Linked DNA regions of Mus musculus: all the other regions are linked to region 2. A link is a contact called in public HiChIP or PLAC-seq and promoter capture Hi-C data. All regions are on one chromosome and are shown on one strand. The core of a region is the stretch at or near the end of the contact, and the rest is flanking DNA. Distances in the headings are between cores, read along the strand shown. Region 1 holds the start of Rapgef3 (Rap guanine nucleotide exchange factor (GEF) 3). Region 2 holds the start of Senp1 (SUMO1/sentrin specific peptidase 1). Region 3 holds the start of Rpap3 (RNA polymerase II associated protein 3).

Region 1 (4,134 bases), core at 1,178-3,677, 330 kb after region 2:
CATCCTAGTTTAGGTCAACAGGTAAGCAGGCTCTTGAAGTGGAAACTTCAGGGTTCTTTGGGAAGTCGGTTGGATGGGGCGAACATGTGAAGGAACATTTCACTGAAGCAGACACAGGTGAAAGGATGTTCTGCCAGAGCAAGCACATGAAAGGACACGTGATGAAGGATTCTTTGCTAATGACACACATGTATTGGTCCACCACGTATGTGCAGTTGAGCTGCATTTGTCGGGGACTCTAACAAACGCATCAAATGCACCAAAAACCTTCTGGAGATATACTGCGGTTTCTTGCTGCTTCCTGCAGACTTGGGGTGATCGGATGCACATGCTGAGGCAAAACCCGTGTGAGGCAAGGCACGTGGAGGACATGGGGCGTTTGAAGGGTATAAATAGGACTCCATGGAATGACGGAGACAGAGCTTGGCTTGCTGGTACGGCTAGCTGTGCAACGCTTGTGGGTCTCTCGGATCTTCCCTTCCCTGAGGGAGACACAGCTGAGAACTTTTCCTGGTGTTCCCGATGCTAGCCTGACTCTACAGAACTGGACTGCTGGTGTATCCATGAAGTGTTTGTGAGTGAATGAGTTGCCGCTGCTGCCTGCTGAACTGAACTGCCCATTTCCAACTTCCCCCATATCCTTTCTTTCCCACTACCTCTGGTGGCTGATGGGCTAAAGGCAGGTTAAAGTGTTTAAGAACCATCATTAAAAAAACCATCATTGCCGGGCGGTGGTGACACACGCCTTTAATCCCAGCACTTGGGAGGCAGAGACAGGCGGATTTCTGAGTTCGAGGCCAGCCTGGTCTTCAAAGTGAGTTCCAGGACAGCCAAGACTATACAGAGAAACCCTGTCTCAAAAAACAAAAAACAAACAAACAAAAAAAACCACCCCCCCCCAAAAGGCATTAAAAGAAGTAGTCACAGGTCCTGCTGCATCTCTTAGCATCTTTCTCCCCTGACCTAAGTGGGGCAGCAGGAATAGGAAACACCCCCTTCCTACTCCACAGTTAGTTTCAGAAAACTCTTTTGCAAGACCTACTAGGGCAGATCCAGCATCCTGACTGCGGCCACCATTTCACCTACAACTGCACATGCGAGACACTACCCACCCATCTCCTCTCCTTTTAAGCCAAGTATACGAGCTATTCTTCGAATTGTAAGGCAGACTTCTTTCTAGGTTTCCCTCTTTCCTCACAGGGGCAGAGAAATCTTCACTAGTGTGCCTCAAAGGGTGGGCACTACAGACGACCTGTTTGTTCAAAATGTTCATTCAAAGCTCAGACTTTCCATTTCATGCCAATAGGATGGAACCAGAATTTGAGGAGTTAAACCAGTCGTGCCCTTGGGGAGAGAAAAACTGTTGAGACACACACACATTTAAATTCAGTTTTTAAATGATGGTTAAAGTTCTCAGTTCTGGGTGGAAATGGGCTTAGCTATGCTGGATTTAGCCCTCTCTCCCGCTTCCTGGCTTAATGGCAGTGGGAAAGAAGAGAGGAGGCTAGAAAGCTTTAAAACGCTGGGGTGGAACCTGTGCCTTCTTCTAGACCCTCATCAATGTCCTGAGCAATCACCGGGCGCCACGGAAATCACCGTCCCTGGTCACAGTCTGTCCACTAGGAAGCAGGAGCGAGTGAGACGAAGTGCGAAGTGCCGGCCATCTGTGCGGAAGGGGCAAAGAGGCCCAGGGAGGAGGTGTGCTCTGCCTTCACCACCTAGCCGGGCATAGGGGAGCATTTGGGGGGCGGGGCATGGCCCCAAAGCCCAGGCTGTCTTTGAAACTCTGCAACAAATCCGAGTCCCGGCACAGTAAATCCAACCACTTGTCTCTCTCTCCATCTGGAATGCAGTCCCTCCCCGCCAGCCTCAATTTCCCCACCCGCGCCAGTGTATGCGTTTGGGAGGGCAAAGGTGGGAAGCCAGGCAACGAGATTCCCCCACGGGAAGGCTGCCCAGTTCCAGCCCCGGGCTGCTGGAAACCCTGAACCCAAACGGGAGGCCGGACGCCCCAGGCCAGGAAGCGGCCCCAGCCCGGATTTCCCTCCCGGGTGGGGCCGCCATGACTCACTCCCTCCCCCTTCCCTAGTTTCCTTGTTTGCATTTCTCCTCTTGGCCACGTGGCGGCGGGTGCAGCCATCACCGCCCCTAACCCGGCACCCGGGCAGCTGCAGGGGCAGATACCCTAAGGCACTTCCTACCCGCTGAGGCTTCGGGACAGGAGCTTGAACCCACTGACGTAGTCTCGGGTAGGGACTCCATCAGCTGTTGGTTCTGCCCCTTCCCCTATGCCCACCCCTACCGTAAAGCTCGTGCCTGCTCCCCGCCCCCTCGGCCTGTCCGGGGAGGGGAAGGGGCGGGCAGCGCAGGGGGTGTGACAGCTCCCGCCCGGACCAGTGCCAGCTGCAGCTTCGCTTGAACGCCCTGTGCCAGCTGGCTCTTACATCTGGGACGGAGGCGGAGGCTTGGAGTTCTTAGCCTTTGGGAAGGGGTGGGGGCTGCCCCACACCCCCAGCCCTCTATTCACCCAGGACAAACCCTATCTGCCTAGCCCTGCATCTTGCTGCTCCAGGCAACCTGTCTGACTAGGGGCTGGCCCTTCGCTGCATCTCGGGACTCACACTCATACCGCTCCAGGGATCCTGCAGCCTCTTGCTAGGGCGAGCACCGCGGTGTGAGCTGGAGAAGAAACATGAAGGTAAGGTGGGCCGGAGTCAGGGCCAAAGAAAGCTGCTGGAAAGGGCGGGAGAGGAAGCCGACACGTGGGGGAGTTTGGGTGGGAGAGAGTGGCGGGGAGGAGAATTTGAGGAAAAGCTGCTTCTGGGGATCTAGTGTGTGTACAAAGGTGGACATGCCTTCAGGACATGGGTAGTGAGGTGGGGCCGAATTCCAGCCAGAACTGAGAAGAGCCCCATCGTTGTGAGTTGAGTGGAGACCCCTAGGTGCGCCAAGCCAGCAGGACCCGGGGCAGGTCTTCCTGTCCCTCCCCCGGCTCCTGGCAGGGTTGCCGCACCTCCGCATGACCAGTCCAAGTCCAGAGGACGCTAAGCCAGGGGTGGTAGTGGGGAGGTCCAGCTCCTCCGGCCGATGGCTGTCCTCTTTCCTCCCCACATCACAGGTCAGCTGGCCAGGTGAGAACCACTGGCAGGTGGGCCCAGCTGTGGTGGAGAGTCCAGCTGTGGGGGCACCGCAGGTGGGAGGTCTCCCGGACGTGGTTCCGGAGGGCACGCTGCTCAATATGGTGTTGAAGAGAATGCACCGTCCCCGCTGCTGCTCTTACCAGCTAGTGTTCGAGCACCGGCGCCCCAGCTGCATCCAGGGACTCCGCTGGGTGAGTACCGGCCATCTGCCAGGCTGGGTCAGGGCTGGAAGAGTCGGGATTGTAGTGCTGGTGGGCCAGGCAGCTTTCTCCAGAGCAAATTCATCTGGGTGAAGAGAAGGCATTGAAGTTTGGTGGCAGTGTGTGTTTTGCTGGTCACACAATGAGCCTGTATGCCTGTATGCCCCGTGTGTATGGCATGCTGCGCTGCCCCATTCAGCCACCGGTGGGTGAGCAGGAAAGGGTTTTATCATTTATCCATCACTTCCATGTGCCAGGCATGGGCTTACATGTTTGAGTTCTTTCTGTGAGGCAGTGGGAGATGTGGGGCTAGGTCAAATGGGGGTGAAATTAGCTTGGTTACTGTTCCTGACACATCACCGTGGCAACGGTCTCCTTTTGTGAACAATTGAACTGGGCTGAATCTGTTTTTTGGCTCCTGGGGTGAGGTATTTGCGTGGATAAAGCTTGGCACCGGCCACGGGGGACTGAAGAGGTTTCAGGGTGGAGAAGGACTGCTGAAGGAAGCCAGTGAGAAAGACAGGGCTAGGGAGGGGGAAGCCAGGAACCAGGCTCCAGGCTCCAGGAGTCTTCTCTTTCCAACTACTGGGCACAACAGTCCTGTCTGTATGCTCTCTCTCTCTCTCTCTCTCTCTCTCTCCCTCTCCCTCTCCCTCTCCCTCTCTCTCTCTCTCTCTCTCTCTCTCTCTCTCTCCCTCTCTCTCTCTCTCTCTCTCTCTCTCTCTCTCTCTCTCTCTGTGTGTGTGTGTAGGGGGCAGAGGGTACTGTGTGGACGGTGGAGAGAAGACAGGAAT
Region 2 (4,445 bases), core at 1,101-3,600:
TCACTTTGTAGACCAGGCTGGCCTGGAACTCAGAAATCAGCCTGCCTCTGCCTACCGAGTGCTGTGATTAAAGGCATGTGCCACCACCACCCAGCTTGGAATAATTTTGTAACATAATAATAATACCTTAATTTAATCCATTGGTGGGAGTTTCACGTTTTTCTATATAAGGTTTACTAACAACATGGAAGTCGAACTACATAGCTTAGAGTAATGAGGGAGGCAAGTGACTTAGCATGGCTATGGCTTGGAAACCATGTGAGCACATCTCTCAGAGTTTCCTGTGTTGAGATCATGGCATCCGGGGCATCATGGGCTCTGCTGGGAGGGAATGGCCTGGGCAGGAGCTAATGAGGTCCCATGGGTCCCAGTCAGCTCCTGTTGAAGAAGGCCGTTATAAGACAGACATACAGACTGCGCCCCGCCCTGACCCCATCTGGCTTACTGTGTGATTCCCTCCTTCTTCTTGCTTATGTTCTTGCTGTCATGTGGCTCAACCAAGGGAATCCTAAGCAGAAGCCAAACAAAAGAAGCTGCCTATTCGTGGGCTTCCAGCTTCCTAAGTTTCCTAAACCGTAAATAAAATTCATTCTCTACATTACCCCGAATTGGGTATTTTGTCACCGTGACCATCATGCTGTGAACAAACCTTTTGCTCTTCACCGCGCCTTTCCCCACCAATCCCCATTGTTTACTCACAGGCCTCACCAGTGTCAGGAATAGATACAGGTCCCACGGTGCTTGGATCATCATCCATACCGTCTAGTCTCCACTGGTCATCTGCCTTTGACTCCGGTATGGTCATGTTGGAGGTTGAAGCTTCCCCCGCTGGGAAGCGATAACTGTGGGTCACCATCAGGGTGGGGACCAGGGAGGGTGTGCTCCTTTCTCTTCTACTTTCCCTAAGAGGCTTAGCTATTCAGAACTTCTTTTGAATAAACACTTAGCATAAACGCGGTAAAGACGATTAAGAGAATGGATTGTTCTCAGTAACTAGTTTACTACCTCTAAACGATTCTATTCCTTTAGTATTAACAGAGGCAAAGCAGAACATATCACTACCAGTTAGAAAAGAGTGGAAGTTCTCTTTAAGTCCTGACTTACATGTTTGGGGGTGCCCACTGAGTATCAACAAGGACTCCTACTACAAGTCACCCCAGATAGGTTAGAATAATCTATAAATTAAATAGAAATCAACACCCTTCCCATGTTCCATGTTTCTTGTTCTCAGCTCCCAAGTCTTCCTCCTTTGCCTGGGATGAGGATAGCATCTCCCTTATACTTGTACAAAGAAAACACCCCAACACGGTGACAAAATATTTTTCCTACTAGGAATAGAAAACAAGCCCGTCGACCCCTTAAGTTTATAATTCTGCCAGAAGCTCTCATCCTGTATAGCTCTGAGAGAACATATCCCTTGTCACTATAACATAATCAATGGTACCTGTGCTCTGAGTAGTCCTGACTACTTGGCGAGACTCAATCACGCACATGAAAAATCTCAGCTGAAACTCCTCTCTACGCATGGCTACTTCCTAGAAGTAAAGAAAGTTTAATCCAAATAAATAGATCCATAGAATATTTAAAGTGTCAAAGGTCAACATGGTCTAGGTACACTTAATACCACTGGGTTTTAGGACTTGGCCATATAAAAATATCAGCATATAAGGTGATATAATCGTTTATATACATAACAAGTCAGGATCCCCTGAAGAAACAAGTTTATCTCCTTATGCTTAGAGAATAGATGAGGCTGGCAGATTCCAGAGGCTTTTCTTTCTTCAAGAGTGAATTCAGACAGGCAGTCACCTGGGTCTAGAATACTATTCTGAAGCCTCTTTCCAAATAGGGCCTGCGCCAGAGGCGTAATTAAATTAAGAAGCTCGGTAAGTAATTTGAATGAACAAGTTAATTTTTCCTCCATTCTGTCTTTAAAAGTCTGGCATTGATTACATGTTTAAGACCTCTGGTGAATCCCACTAGAGATCACTGTTTAAAATTATTCCAGTTATATAAGGCTAGGTGTGTTGTTAAGAGTCTAAGCTAAGGTGTTCCCAAAGTTTCTTAGTCTCTGCTCTTCCCCCTAGCCCCACTTCCTGTGATCAGTCAAGCGTGTCAAGCGTGACAAGATGCACACTAATTTTCAGAAGCTAGAGGTAAAAATCAATTTAGAACTCAAAATGAGGATTTGTCGGGGAAGGCGCAGGTTTCCAAACATCTAGGGCCCTAGCGAACAGCTGCCATGGAAACCTGTGCGTAAGCCAAAAAAAGGTCACCGAACGGAACCAGATGACAGCGGGTCAAGGAGCCGAGGGACAGAGAAAACCAAAGGACGGCGGGCGCACTAACAGTACTCCAAGTGCGACGAAGAGAAAAAGCCCCAGTCTGACAGGGTGACAGGGAGATGGAGACGCGAGTCAAACGCTCCCTCCACGTCTCGGGCCTCGCCACCTCGCGCAGGCGTCCCGCGAGCCTGTAGCTCGCTCTTTGACCTCTTGTCCCACCCCCTTCCCTCCTCCGCGCCCGCCAAACGGTCTTCCGGTAGAGTAAAGAAGGTTCCGGTTCCCGGAGGTTCCCGGGCTTTGCGGTCCGCGCCCGGCCGGAAACCCCTTTGCCTAGCAGCCGGTTCCGGTTCGGTGAGTGGCGGCGGGAAACTGGGGGAGGGGTGAGGATGGAGGGAGACCGGGCCGGGAGGCTGTGTCAGGCTGGGCCCGCGGGCCTCGGCGGGGCCGAGCGGAAAGGAGGACGGCGGTGGGGACCGTGCCCTGTCTTCCGCCCCGCCCCTTGGGACCACCTCCATTCCCCCCTGCTGCCCGGTCGCGGCTGCCTGGCCCGGGTCTGGTAGTTGGGCTCACTGAGGCCGCCCTTTCAGCCCTCCGGTCTCCCGACCCGCGGAGAGGCCATCTCCCCGCGGTCACAGCACGGCCTCCTTCTACATCCCACTCTACTTTTCCAAAGAGAGAAGGCCGGTTGGGATCGCGGGAGTTTCCCGCCAGAGCAGGGTCCCCGGGAGGAAGAGCTGTTCTCTACGAGGAAGTTGAGCTGTCGCTCCCACCTGCTTCGCCTCTCTTCTTCCTTGAAACCTGAATGCTACTCCTCGCCTACCGAGTCTCACGTAAAACAATTCTCCAACTCTTTTTACCCTGTGATAATTCCCTGGGATGTGATATTGCTAGAGCCACCACCAGAGAGAAACGTCTGGACCCTTCTGCATAGGTTATGAAAACCCCCTTAACTGCCGCCGTCTCCTTACCTGGCTCATCGCCTCTTGGTAATGAATTCCCTTGAACCTTTTCTTCGTATACCCTAACGTGATCTTTCTGGATATATGCTGGCTTCCTCTTGTCTTGAGCTTGGTGATTTCTGTTTTATCAGTACCTCTACAGTTTTTCTGTTATCTTGTTGGCAATAACTTGCTCCTTTATCACTTTTAAGGCACACTTGTTAAAATTACTTACTTCACGTGGCATACTTAATTGTATTTGGAGTGATGGTGATTCTTGCAAAATTTTGTATAGTCCTTTTATGTGCAATCAACCATTTGATGTAGGGTTTTCGATGTAGTAGGACATTCTGGATGAAGTAAAACATGTTTAAGTATTCTTCATAAAGATGATTTGTATTCACGACTCTTGCTGAAATGTGGATTACTGCCCTTGAGGTTACAGTGACACCTGTAATAGTGACCTGAACCTTCCAGTTAGACTACCTGTCCCCCCCCCCACCCCACCCCCTCTTTAAAGAGCTTCATTCCCTGATTTCAGTCAATTATCCAAACGGCAAACGTGGGTAGCCTATCACTCATCTGATGAATTAGGTCTGGAGAGGGAGTGGATGAGTTTACAAACAGGTTCTGCCACTTGTGGCTAAGGTGATGTAATTTTCTTCTTCCACTGTCTTCTCTTTCTCCTACCCGTCATACTAGTTTTGCTGTCTGTGTGACTGGATCTGGCTTCCTCGCCTGGCCTGAAAACTACTAAAGGGCAAAGGCCAGAGCTTTCTTGTGTTTATATCCCAGAACCCCACACTTAGTGTATGTGTGTAAGAAGTTAAGTACTATTTAAAGGTTAGAATAGTAAGGTGCTTAAGGTACTAATTTAACTGGGGGAGAGAGTCCACATAAAAATACTATGGTGCGGACCTGAACAGATGATGGCGAAGTGTAAAGTGTATCACAGGTGACAGATGATGGTGAAGTGTAGACTGTATCACAGGGTATCATTGTGTTATTCGCATGCTTACTTGCACATGTTGGCTCTGGATACAGGTAACTGTACAGGGCTATATTTTTCTAGTAGCTTCATTAGTGCGCTAAAAATTAATTTTTGTAATGATCTCTTCCAAAGTATACAGACTTACACATGATTTACTACTTTGTATTCTATTGCAGGCAATTTCTGTCTCCCTCAGATTTACCTTTCACTTGGTGTTCAGCTGCTAACTTG
Region 3 (4,364 bases), core at 476-2,975, 390 kb after region 2:
ACCAGAGTTACACACAGTTATGATCCACCTCTGGGAATCAAATCCAGGTTCTCTGGAAGAACAGCCGGTGCTCTGAACTGGCGAGCCGCCTCTCTAGCCCTATTTCTATTTATTTTTGTTTATTTCAGACCGGGTATCATCACATGACTCCGGTTGGTGAGGAACTCACTATGTAGACCCTGAACTCGCAGAGATCCACCTGCTTCTGCCTCTGCAATGCTAAGATTAAAGGTGTACCCGAGCATCCACATTAAAAACATTTTTTTAAACCTAGTTTGTCTGCAATGGCACCTGCTGTGGGTGGTGGAGTACACAGAGTAGGATTTGCTACAGAAACAGTTACACTTTGTTAAAAGCTAGTTTATCTACAATATCATCAGAAAATAATGCTCTTTTATTTTTATAATGTGTAAGAGTGCTTGCCTGCATATATGTATGTATGTATGCACACCACATGCACGCCTGGTGCTAAGAGGCCAGAAGAGGGCGTCAGATCCTCTGGAATTGTAGTTACAGAACTGTTAACTACCACATGGGTGCTGGGAACTCAAGTTTTCTGCAACAGGGAACAGCATTCTTTCTTTTTCTTTTCTTTTTTTTTTAAAGATTTATTTATTTATTTATTTATTTATTTATTTATTTATTTATTTATTGTATGTGAGTACACTGTAGTTGTACAGATGGTTGTAAGCCTTCATGTGGTTGTTGGATATTGAATTTAGGACCTCTGGAAGAGCAGTCAGTGCTCTTACCCGTTGAGCCATCTTGACAGCCAGGGAACAGCATTCTTAACCATGGAGACTTCTCTTCAGTTTCTGATCTTTACTTTTAAATGAACTTAAAAGACAACCAGTCACACCATGAGGGAAAGAAAGATCCTAATGATATGACCTAGTGAGGAAAGACCAGGGGCGGTTTTTCATTGACAGGCAGGTAGATTAGTGTTTTGCAGCTGCACAGCTGTACCCAGTGCTTTGAAAATGACTGATGCTGAAGTTGTATCGAAGATTAATTATGTCAAACCTCTGGGATAAGATTCATAAATCAGCGTGTGTGGGATACACACCTGCACGGCTGCCTCCCTTGTGTGATTCGAAGGTTCAGTCAAACTTGTGAATGAATAACTGATCTTTGAGATGATATGTTTTCCATTCAGTTTGAAAAAAGTTGGTTTGTGGACTTAAAAAATTATACCCATTGCATTGTACAACAGAGTTATTACATAGGAAACAGCTTCACTCACAAAGGAAGCAGAAGCAAGCATTACAGGTTTCAGTCATTCTTTTAGATAAGCCAGGGTCTATCTAAAGATAGACACAAGCCCGAAATCTACAGATAATCTTAGAAAAGGAAAAAGATTAGTAGCAAAAAAGCACAAGGAAGACCAGCAGCCACATACAAGACTCAGAGAGAAAACAGCAGAGTTCCAGCATTGACAGTTCTTAGAAGTTACAGTAACTTTCTCCTAGGATTTTCAGAGGCTACAAACATCTCGTTAGTGGAAAGCAGGGCAGCTCTCAGAAACACAATCGAGGGGAGTAAAAGGCTTTATGCTTTGGAGGTCAATACGTCAAGATGGGTGCACTTTGGGGGATCCTCACGCTTAGTCTAGAAGAGGTTAGAACATCAGTCTACGTCCACCGCCAGCAAAGCAAGAGCAGCCGAGCGCGGGAGCCGAACCTTCTGCGCACGCTCGAGCGGCGCGCGGGGCCTTGTGGGAAGGCGCAGACCTCCGGCGGTGGTGTAGGACGCCGTGCGTCTCCCTGGAGCCGGTGAGGTTGGTGGCCGCCGTGGCGGGTGAGTAGGCTTTACCGTTCCCGCTGGCTGCAGGGGCGTGGGGTGGAAGAGCGGGGCTGGGCCCGGGCCGGGAGCAGCGGCGGGGCGCCGGGGCTGGTTCCCGAGTGCGCTCTCCGCGCGCTGCCCAGGGTTCGGCCTGAGCTGGCTCCGCGTCCGGGCTCGGGCGGTCTGCGGTGGCGGGACCTCCGGAGCCACGGTCCCGCGAGGGCGGCGGACCTGCGGGCTCCGTCAGGCCAGGGTATGCAGGCTTGGCTTGATACGGGACGTGAACGTGGTTCCCCAGGCTCTGGAAGTTTCTGGTTGCCTGCGGAACGAACCCCGTCCTGGCAGCATGGGCTGCCCTAGGACCCGGGGGTGGGTGGAAGGAGAGCTGCCGCCCTTACAGCATCTCATGGTCTGCTTGTTTGTTTAGAGACAGGGTTTCTCTGTAGCCCAGGCTGCCCTGCAATTCGCTGTGTAGTAGACCATGCTGGCCTCGAACCGCGGGCCTCTGCCTCCCTCCTGAGTGCTGGGATTGAAGACGTGCAGCGTTTAAGGGTCTCGTTTTGCAGGTGTACTGGTTTGTGTTCAGCAAAGCGTTATGCGGGATTTGTTTATGAATGAAATGCATGCGCATAACCAAAAGTGGACACTGCTTGACGCTTAAACTGCCTCGTTGAGGCTGAGTCAGAAGATCCGTTTTACACTTTTTGTTTGTTTGTTTTGTTTTGTTTTTCGAGACAATGTTTCTCTGTGTAGCCCTGGCTGTCCTGGAACTCACTCTGTAGACCAGGCTGGCCTTGAACTCAGAAATCCGCCTGCCTCTGCCTACCGAGAGCTGGGATTAAAGGCGTGCATCACCACTGTCGGGCCGAGCCGTTTTAAACAGCCTCTTTTTACTGGGGGTGGGGGGTGGGGGGGGGGAAAGCTCTTATAACCTCCCTCCAAGTATTCCTATCTTAAGGTACCTAGTCCAGTCACTTTACCCATTGTATCTATCTGCCTGTCTGTCTTCTGTCTCTCTTACAGTCTTCAGCATCTTTCACATGTTGGCAAATGCTATGTCCTAGCCCTTTAAAACTTACTCTTAAGGTGTGCTAAGGCGTCATGTTGAGTTTAATTTGTGAGGCCCCCTCTGCCTCCTGGATAGCTGGAACCAGAAGCAGTGGTCGACTGTGCACCGCTGTGAGCTTCATGTGCTTCCAATGGAGTTACATTAGGAAAGACAACGTTAACCCCTGTCCCATGTAACGTGATTCATTTAACTCATTTCTATCCGTAAAAATCCTGCGACTATTCTCAGTCTTTTTATGACCTAACGCCATGAACATACGAGCACGTGTGTGCGCTGCTAAACTTTCCTACTTAACATGTTAATTTTCTCAGGCGGTGGGTGGGTGGCAGCTCTCATATGGGCCCAGCTCCCTATAGGTACTGCCACCTCCTTTTTCTGATCTTCCTGTTCCCTAAGGCTGCCACTCTTCAGGCCCTGCCGAGCTTCCGTCAGTACAGTCTCTGAGCACGTTCAAATGCAAGAGTTTCTACCTTATTAATGGTGTCACCCACATTTCTCTCTAGTCCTTTCTATCTACTCAATACCTTCTGATGGCCCCTAAGTGCTCACATTCAACATATTCCAGACTGAAACAATCCTCTTACTCATCTGCCCCCTCCCCCAACGTGCGCGTTTTCCTTTTACAATTGCATTGCTTTGCCAAAGTTTTATTTTCACGCTATGCATATGTGGCGTGCGACGGTGCATGCATGTGCCATGGCACACACATCAGACGACAACTTTGTGGAGTCAGTTTTCCCTTTGCACCTGTGTGTGGGTGGGGTACCAGGGATCGTGTGGGTACCACTAGGTATCACCAAGCCTTAACGTTGTTAGGCTTGCGTCGTGTTGAGTGCTCTAGTCAGGAGCCTCCTTTCCAGTCCCTCAGAGCTGGATTTCTTGACTTAAAAAGATATTACCAGTTTCTACCAAGCAGAAATCTAGAACATCGTTTAAATCTTTCTCTTCTTCCCAACGTCTCGATCTAATCAGGCATCGGGTTATTTTTATATTACCAGTCAATTACTTTTATGTGACTTTTAGAATGTCGGCTATCACCCCCAGGCCTGGTGTGTTACTGTCTGCCCCGAGTCAACTTTTCACCTCTTCTTTGTCCCTCAGCTTTTCTCTGCTGCCTGGTCCTCCCTGCTCCTCACTTGATTGGCCTACTCTGACCTTGAGTCTTTTGTTACTACTGGGCTCTCAGGCATGCACCATCTCACCAGGTGTAAATGCGGTTTTCTACTTAACAGTACGCTGAAGTGATGATGGTTTTACGGGGACGCACCCCCTCATCGTAAATAGATGCATCTGCCGTTCTGATTCTCAAAACTTTGTGTGCTCCAGACTTGGCAGGACACGATGACTTCGGCGAGTAAGGCAGTTGAGTTGCAGCTCCAGGTGAAACACAACGCAGAGGAGCTGCAGGACTTCATGAGGGACTTGGAGCACTGGGAGAAGGACATGAAGGAGAAGGACCTGGAGCTGAGAAGACAGGGTGGCGTTGCCGAGGAGGTGAGCGAAAGGTCTCTGC

The links. Promoter capture Hi-C pulls out the DNA fragments that hold promoters and counts their contacts. HiChIP or PLAC-seq counts read pairs in DNA pulled down with a chosen protein or histone mark.
Region 1: a promoter capture Hi-C map of pre-B cells shows a contact between it and region 2, with 2.7 times the contacts expected there. The contact joins the promoter of Rapgef3 here to the promoter of Senp1 in region 2. A contact is called at or near these places in 5 of 39 promoter capture datasets (the 3T3-L1 cell line, hippocampal neurons, liver and 2 more) and 1 of 9 other capture datasets (adipose tissue).
Region 3: a contact with region 2 is called in an H3K4me3 HiChIP or PLAC-seq map of bone marrow-derived macrophages, with 4 times the contacts expected there. The contact joins the promoter of Rpap3 here to the promoter of Senp1 in region 2. A contact is called at or near these places in 1 of 39 promoter capture datasets (embryonic stem cells), 5 of 115 datasets of contacts at active chromatin or transcription factors (the 230-238 cell line, bone marrow-derived macrophages, pancreatic cancer cells and 2 more) and 2 of 9 other capture datasets (adipose tissue and liver).

The regions. Positions count from the first base shown.
Region 1 is chr15:97,765,959-97,770,092 of GRCm38.p6, reverse strand. It overlaps Rapgef3 (Rap guanine nucleotide exchange factor (GEF) 3), which reads left to right and starts at 2,427. Exons shown (of 28, transcript NM_001177810.1): 1 at 2,427-2,698; 2 at 3,119-3,331. The coding sequence starts at 2,693. Rapgef3os2 (a long non-coding RNA gene) reads right to left here. Exons shown (of 3, transcript XR_384421.2): 2 at 2,202-3,425; 3 at 1,256-1,718. Gm46535 (a long non-coding RNA gene) reads left to right here. Exons shown (of 3, transcript XR_001781758.2): 3 at 1-150.
Region 2 is chr15:98,091,474-98,095,918 of GRCm38.p6, reverse strand. Senp1 (SUMO1/sentrin specific peptidase 1) reads left to right here and starts at 2,350. Exons shown (of 18, transcript NM_144851.5): 1 at 2,350-2,636. It also overlaps a transcript of Pfkm not described here.
Region 3 is chr15:97,703,183-97,707,546 of GRCm38.p6, reverse strand. Rpap3 (RNA polymerase II associated protein 3) reads left to right here and starts at 1,725. Exons shown (of 17, transcript NM_028003.2): 1 at 1,725-1,797; 2 at 4,178-4,345. The coding sequence starts at 4,193.